Regions from separate parts of the Macaca mulatta genome. Here region 2 is linked to region 1. A link is a contact called in public Hi-C data. All regions are on one chromosome and are shown on one strand. The core of a region is the stretch at or near the end of the contact, and the rest is flanking DNA. Distances in the headings are between cores, read along the strand shown. Region 1 holds the start of ARF4 (ARF GTPase 4). Region 2 holds the start of SLMAP (sarcolemma associated protein).

Region 1 (3,520 bases), core at 629-3,128:
TAAGAAACTTTGAAAAAGAAAACACTTTATGAATCATAAACAATTGTTTCACAAAATGTAAATACGATGAGTTGAGGAAAATTAAACGAGCCAATGTATATACTGTTACTCTTTATATACCTTGAAATATTACAGAAGCTTGTGTTTGAAAGCTTTCGATGGTAGTACAGTTCCAAAATAAAACCTCCGGCCCGGCATGGTGGTTCACGCCTGTAATCCCAGTACCCTGGGAGGCCCGGGTGGGTGGATCACCTGAGGTCAGGAGTTCGAGACCAGACTGGCCAACATGGTGAAACCCCCGTCTCTACTAATAATACAAAAAATTAGCCGGGCGTGGTGTTGCATGCCTGTAATCCCAGCTATTTGGGAGGCTGAGGCAGGAGAATCTCTTGAACCCGGGAGGTGGAGGTTGCAGTGAGCGGAGATTGCGCCACTGCACTCCAGCCTGGGTGACAAAAGCAAAACTCCGTCGAAACAAAGAAAAGGAAAGAAAGGAAGAAAGAAAATAAAACCTCCTCTGGTAGAACACAAGCTAATGAACCAACAGGTTTCAACGTTCAAAGTTAGAGGGGCTTCTTTCAGCGTTATTCTAGTCCATGGAGCTCAGCTGTGATGTAGGCTGGTCACAGTAACCGGGAGCGGTTGCTTACATCAGCCAACTGACAGCCCTTCTCCCTTAGCTGAGCAAAAACACGCCCCCTAAAAAGCAGTTTTTTAAAAGTCAATTTTCTAAAAAGAAATTTTAAAAAATTGTAGTTACTATTAACAAGGCTACCTTAAAATTCAGCGTCATGATGTTCTGTTCAGTTCAGTTACTGAAAATTTATCAGGTATTTTTTAAAAATTCGTTTCTAATTTTTTTTTTGCATTAGACTTTAAGCCGGCTAAATAAGTTTGAAAACCTAGGAGAACAAACCAAATACATTTAAAGTTTTTGAAAATAGCCAAAGAAATAGAAGATAAGCTTGGTTTTCGGAGAATGAGATTAACAAGGAGGGAAAAACTTGAAAGGGAATCCAGCGCAGGCCAAGTTTAGCAAAGTGGGCGCTGAAGGACTCCAGACTCTTAGGAAACCTTGGGTGCTCCCTGGCCACCGCAACTTCCTGCCCCGGGCGACTCCAGGCTCCGGGTGGCCGCTGGCTCACATACCAACGGACTGTGCAGGGACTGTACACGAAGCGCAGAGTGGGAAGGAAAAGGCTAGAGTGGCTCTGCCTTCCCCCTGACGGCTGTCCACACCCGGGCAAGAAGGTATGCAGATCGCACCCCCAGAAAGGGCCTCGCCAAGTGTTTGCTTCCCAGAGTTGGCTTTCCCCACATCTCTGCCTAATGTTGTCCAGCTTTCAATAAGATCAAGGGGAAAAAGTCAAGTCCAGAAAGAAGAAACCTTGCCCAAAACCCTGTCGCTGCCTCGTCTGGCAACAGATCTGGGGAGGGATCGCTCACCCTCCGCTCCATTGTTCCCCCTTAAGAATTCCTCCCGACCCCCGACCCGGCGCCCCTCCCCCACCACGGCGGGCGGAGAGAAAAACAGGCCCAGAGGCCACCTGAATTGTAGAGATCCTGCCTTTCCCAGGTCCCGCCTCGACTCGCAGCCCTTCACTCACCCATCAAAATGCGCATCTGCTTCTTGCCAAATAGTCGGGAGAAGAGGGAGGAGATAGTGAGGCCCATGGCGGTAGTGGCACTTGTGATGGGCAGAAGCAGAAGGGGTTTGGGGCGACCCCGTGCTTTCTCCTTTCAAGCTCCCAGGCAAACTAAAAGAGAGGGAAGAGAAAGAGCGGAGGAAGAAAGGGGGAGGCAGGCCCGTCTCGCTGGCCGCTGTGCTGATGAAGCTCCGGCACAGGAATAAGCCGGTAGAGGACCTGCTAGGCGACTGGCGCGGCAGCTCCGGCTCTAGCCTTTAGGATCTGGCTGTGCCACGTCACGCGGCGGCCGCGGCGACTCCAGCAGCGGCCCGGCCCCTCCAACGCGGACAGAATCGCGTCACCGCCTCCCCATCCCCCTGCGCTTCCGGTGCGCCCAAGCCACTGCGCTTGCGCGCTCAGGGGATTGGCCAGTTTCGCTGACGTGCATCTCTCGACGACGCCACCGTCTGGACGTGGCTCCAAGAGTCGGGAGACGCCGGCTGGGGCACATGCGTACTGGGCGACGGACAAAGTCCCACAATACCTCGCTTCGTCACTTCCAATCAGACTCAGGACGAGACGCTTCCGCTCGGATAAAGGCATTGTCGGGGTGATAGTACTTGCTTCCGGAAAGGCGAGCTGAGCATTATGGGTTAGGTGAGGAACCTCGCCGTCTTCTATTACGGTACGCGCGATGGGAATTCCCTGATGCCATGAACTTAGACGTCTCTCACACGGGGCCAGACGCTTGCCTTAGTTAACGCGTGAAGACCGGCCTGGCCTTTTGCGGAGAAAAGTGGTTAAAAGCCGACTTGTGGGCCGAGAAACTGTGGCATCCTAATGAGCTAAGGCGAGACGCTTCGACCACCACGCTAGGTTATTCTGAAGATCTTTAATTCTATCAAGGCGAGAGCGCTCCAAGACATGTTCATCGGCTATTGCTTTTTAAAGAGAAGGCAACGAGGAAGTCTTGCTTTTCTTGTACTTTTTCTCCTAGAAGCAGCATGAAAGACTTACTCCTTAGGTTGAGGAAGTGGAAAGCCTCTTGATCAGGCCTGGCGCGGTGGCTCACCGTGCCCGGCCTGCTACACCTTCTTAAATTCACAACAATGATTAATTTATTAGACTCATTGCCAGGATAAAGATTTAATCTGTTTTTCTAATAGTGCCGTCCTTTGTGGTTCTGTAGTTGCTTATTCCAACTGGCATATTTCCATAGGATGGGGTTGAATAAGAAAAACTTGCAAACTTTCAAAAACAGTAAGCTATTTTTGTATTTTTGAAGGCTTGCTGAGTAACGCTTCTCTTGGTACCACTACCTTATCTACCCTTCAGAGACTGTTGTTTCTTAGGAGTGGCCCTGGGCAATTAAAAGCAAAAACTTCTGGCCAGGCACAGAGGCTCAGGCTTGTAATCCCAGCACTTTGGGAGGCCGAGGTGGGCGGATCACGAGGTCAGGAGATCCAGACCATCCTGGCTAACACGATGAAACCCCGTCTCTACTAAAAACGGAATACATTAGCCGGGCGTGGTGGCGGGCGCCTGTGGTCCCAGCTCTTCGGGAGGCTGAGGCAGGAGAACGGCGTGAACCTGGGAGGCGGAGGTTGCAGTGAGCCGAGATCGCGCCACTGCACTCCAGCCTGGGCGACAGAGCAAGGCTCCGTCTCAAAAAAAAAACAAAAACAAAAAAAGAAAAAAAAAAAAAACGAAAACTTCTTTACTCAGAAGTACCCTCCTTTGCACTGGAGATACATGTAAAGAGTTGCTTAGCAGTTGAATAACCTAAAATTGCATTTTGGAAGCTTGCTAAATGACAGACCTTCTTGTATCCTTTTGTGAACCCCCAAAATCTGAGACAGGTCCCAGCTAATTTAGAAAGTTAATTTTGCCAG
Region 2 (3,520 bases), core at 762-3,261, 160 kb after region 1:
GAAACTTGCTTAAGGTCACACTGCGGTGGAGCCTGTTATTGCAGGAATCTGAAGAATGAAGTCACCTTTGAATAGAAATGAGTAAGACTCCTCACTATTTTTTCTTGAGTTTTCATTTAGCTCTTGCAAAATCTTTGTTCTTTAGACCAATGACTCCTCATCTTGATATTGTAAGTGGGGGAAATACCCTCTTTCTTCACTTTGGAAATTGTTCAATCTCTCTTTGGAAGAAACATGATTTTAAACTTTCTGAACGCTCCTTCTGTCGAAAAATCCGCGCGGGAGTCCTGGGGCACATTAATAGGTTCAGTGAGGACTGTCATTCGAAACGGAATGCGGGAACTAAGATTTTTTTGTTTTTCCGGGAAGAAAACACAACGAGTTTAGCAGAGGGGAGGATGGTCCTTCTGTTAGGTGCACAAATCCTAAGACTTGAGGGAATTTGACTGCTCACACTTAAGACAGCTGCGGGTGACTGTGTTGCCCACAGCTAAGATGGCTGCTGATGACCATCCCCTTTGGCTGGGTCTATTCTTTTGCTCGCTAGTATTTTCATTGAGAATTAAAGAGAATAAAATTTAGTAAAAGTTGGCACCTCCTTGCTAAGTAGATAAAATAAGAAAGTGGTACTGTTTGTTTAGAAAACCTTCTACCGCGCAAATTGTTCTTTCCCTTAACCAAAATGGTCGTTAAGGTTGTCCCGAGGTTTGAAGCTTCCAGCCCTTAACTAAGATGGCGCCTGGAGGCCTGTTAAAAATTAGCTTGCCCTTTTTTCTGCCCTCTACCAACACGGCTTCCGTGGCTTCGTTCACGTGACATTCCTGGACTACGGCGCGGGAGAGGGGGTAGGAGGGCCCTTGAAGGGTGCGCGTTCCCGTGGCGGTGCACCGGGTAGGTTTCAGTCAGAGTCACTATGGCGGCCGGCGCTGGCAAGGTAAGCTGAGGCGGCGGTGGCGGCTAAGGAGGTAGCACCCGTCGTGGCGTCCTGGCTCCAAATCTTCGCAGCCTCCTTGCGGAGAGGTCGGCGGAGGTAGTGCCTAGCGGTGGGGGCTGGCGGGGGTCTGGCTGGAGGAGCCGAGGGCTGAGGCTGGCGGGCTGAGGCGCCTGACGGCCGTTTGTTTTGATATTTTCCCCACCAGGTCGGAAAGTTTCCTGCCTCGTCGGGCGCAGCTTGAGCTTGCCCCATCGGCCGCGATCGGTGGAGGCTGCGGCGGACCCAGCCCGGGGCCTCCAGGCCTCTCCCCAACCTCCGGGCCAGTCTCCCTCCCCCACCTTCTCGTCCGCCGGGAGCTGCGGCTGCCGTCCCTGAGATGCGACCCTCGCGGGGGCGACCCTGAGGGGAGGCGGCCCATGTGCTGAGCGGCGGACAGGAGCCCAGGCGTCCGGGGACCAACTTCCTGCCGCCTGGGAACCCGCGCCTCCCGGTGTCGCGCCTCGCTCGGTCAGCACCGGCCTGCGGAGCCGGGTCCCCGCCCTGGTCGCGGGGACGCTCACCAGGTGCCCGGGAGTCCCGACTCGGCTACTGCCCGCGCCCTGCCGGCCTCCACGCCTCGCGCGGAGGACCTCAGCCACCGCCGCCTCGGATCGTGCCAGGCCGGGGACCGCGTCCCCCTTCCCGGGGCGGCCTCCGCGCAGCAGGGGCGATGCAGACTGTCCCGCCGGCCGTCTAGAGCCTCTACACTGCGGGCAAGGACGGGCGGTGACTGCCCAGAGGTGCCCGGCCACACCTTCCTTCGGCCCAAAAGGACTTTCCTGGCCGCGCCGAACCGACCCTTCCTTCATGCTGCAGTGCTGCAACGTTTCCGCCACCGAGGGGGAAAAGCGGCCGCGATCTCAAACCAAACACAAGAATTGGCGTGTGACTCATCTGCTTGGATACCTCCAGTCCCCAAACTGTGTTCCAGGAGTTTTCTTGGCGGAAGCTGCCCGATGTTTGAGCCTTTTCTTCCCAGAGAAGAAGATGGACTGAAAGCTGCCAGTTGGGGACTTTTTGTGATCAGGGCGCTGCTGGGTTTTAGAGGAGGTGATGGGGCTTGCGCTGGCTTGTCTTCCCACCCAAGTGAAGAGTTGATGTTCACTGGTTATGCTTAGACAATGTGCAGTTTGTGTTAATTTAAAATTTTGGGTGGGATAGGGGGATAGGCTTGTGAAGGGCAGTCCGGATCCAGAGGAACTCCTCTTTGTTCCTGGTAGGAGAGACACCCCCAGTCTATCCTCGATGCCGTCAGCCTTGGCCATCTTCACTTGCCGCCCGAACTCGCACCCGTTTCAGGAGCGTCATGTCTACCTGGACGAGCCCATCAAAATCGGCCGCTCAGTGGCCCGCTGTCGACCAGCGCAGAATAATGCCACTTTTGATTGCAAAGTGCTGTCAAGGAACCACGCTCTCGTCTGGTTTGATCACAAGACGGGCAAGGTAATGTCACCACGTTGTCCAGCGGCATTGTTTAACAAACTTGTTTCCCCCGCTTTGCCCTTTCTGAGAGGCCTAATGTATGCAGGATCCCAGGGTTTGCATCCAGAAGAGGCTTTGCGCAAAGCCACGAAACAACTGTTTGGGTGCCTGGTTCTAGTGGAAATTTGATTGAGGTGGTTGAATGGAAAACAGAGAAGGTATTGTAATTAAAAGCCTCAGGAAGTCTATGGCATCTTGATAACGGGGTCATTCCCAGTGAAATACCAAACTAGATAGTGAAACTTGGCGTCTTGCTTTCAGTCTGCTTGGAAAGGTGAATTCACAGTTCAGCGCTTTATTAAGCAAGCAGGAGTTGTCAGAGCAATTCGGGGAATCTGTGGCCATTATTATCCCAGGGCTCAAGTGTCTTAGTAGTGAAATGTAGTTAACACATAGCTTTAGGTGAGTTCAGATCAGGACCTTTCTAGTAAGGACAATTGCTGGTATAAACCTAAGATTTTTGAAAGGTTTGATACATACTTGCTCTTGAAGGAATAATTTGCAATAATCAAAGCTAATTTAATTAAGCATGAACAATTGTAACTTTATATATTTTCAGAGTGTTTTTTACAAGTTGGAGAACATACACATACTGCGTTTGAAAATCACTTTTTGATGTTCCCTGCAGCACTTATTAAGTACTTAGTGCATTCTTACAGAGGTGCTATTCAAAAGTTAGTGTTAGGAAATAAACTTATTTTCTGAAATTATACCCTATTCTGTCAATTATAGCATTACTTAAATGTGATGGGATGAATTCAGTGCTTTTCATTTTAAGCGTAATCAATTTAGTATTTTTATGTTAGTATCGTAAGTTACTATACACGTATGTGCTTTTAAGAAATGAAAGAAATTAAGATCCTTTCCATTTTTAAAAACTGTTTATTTATGTTTATGGATAGTATACTAAAGAGCTCATCTTTGTGCCTAAACCTCAGGTTTTTAGCTGAGCTACTGAATCAGTTCCAACTTTAAGTTATGTAAGACTAATAGGACTGTCTCAGGTTTCACCTCCTGACTTTTTGCCCCTTCTTTCTGAGTTAAATAATTAAATCTTTCTTAAAG

The links. A called contact is a pair of places that touch in the nucleus more often than the background predicts.
Region 2: a Hi-C map of liver shows a contact between it and region 1, with 3 times the contacts expected there. The contact joins the promoter of SLMAP here to the promoter of ARF4 in region 1. A contact is called at or near these places in 3 of 14 Hi-C or Micro-C datasets (cortical neurons, fetal cortex germinal zone and liver).

The regions. Positions count from the first base shown.
Region 1 is chr2:121,140,430-121,143,949 of T2T-MMU8v2.0, forward strand. ARF4 (ARF GTPase 4) reads right to left here and starts at 1,879. Exons shown (of 6, transcript NM_001195582.1): 1 at 1,608-1,879. The coding sequence starts at 1,674.
Region 2 is chr2:121,295,498-121,299,017 of T2T-MMU8v2.0, forward strand. SLMAP (sarcolemma associated protein) reads left to right here and starts at 2,012. Exons shown (of 21, transcript NM_001261125.1): 1 at 2,012-2,416. The coding sequence starts at 2,219.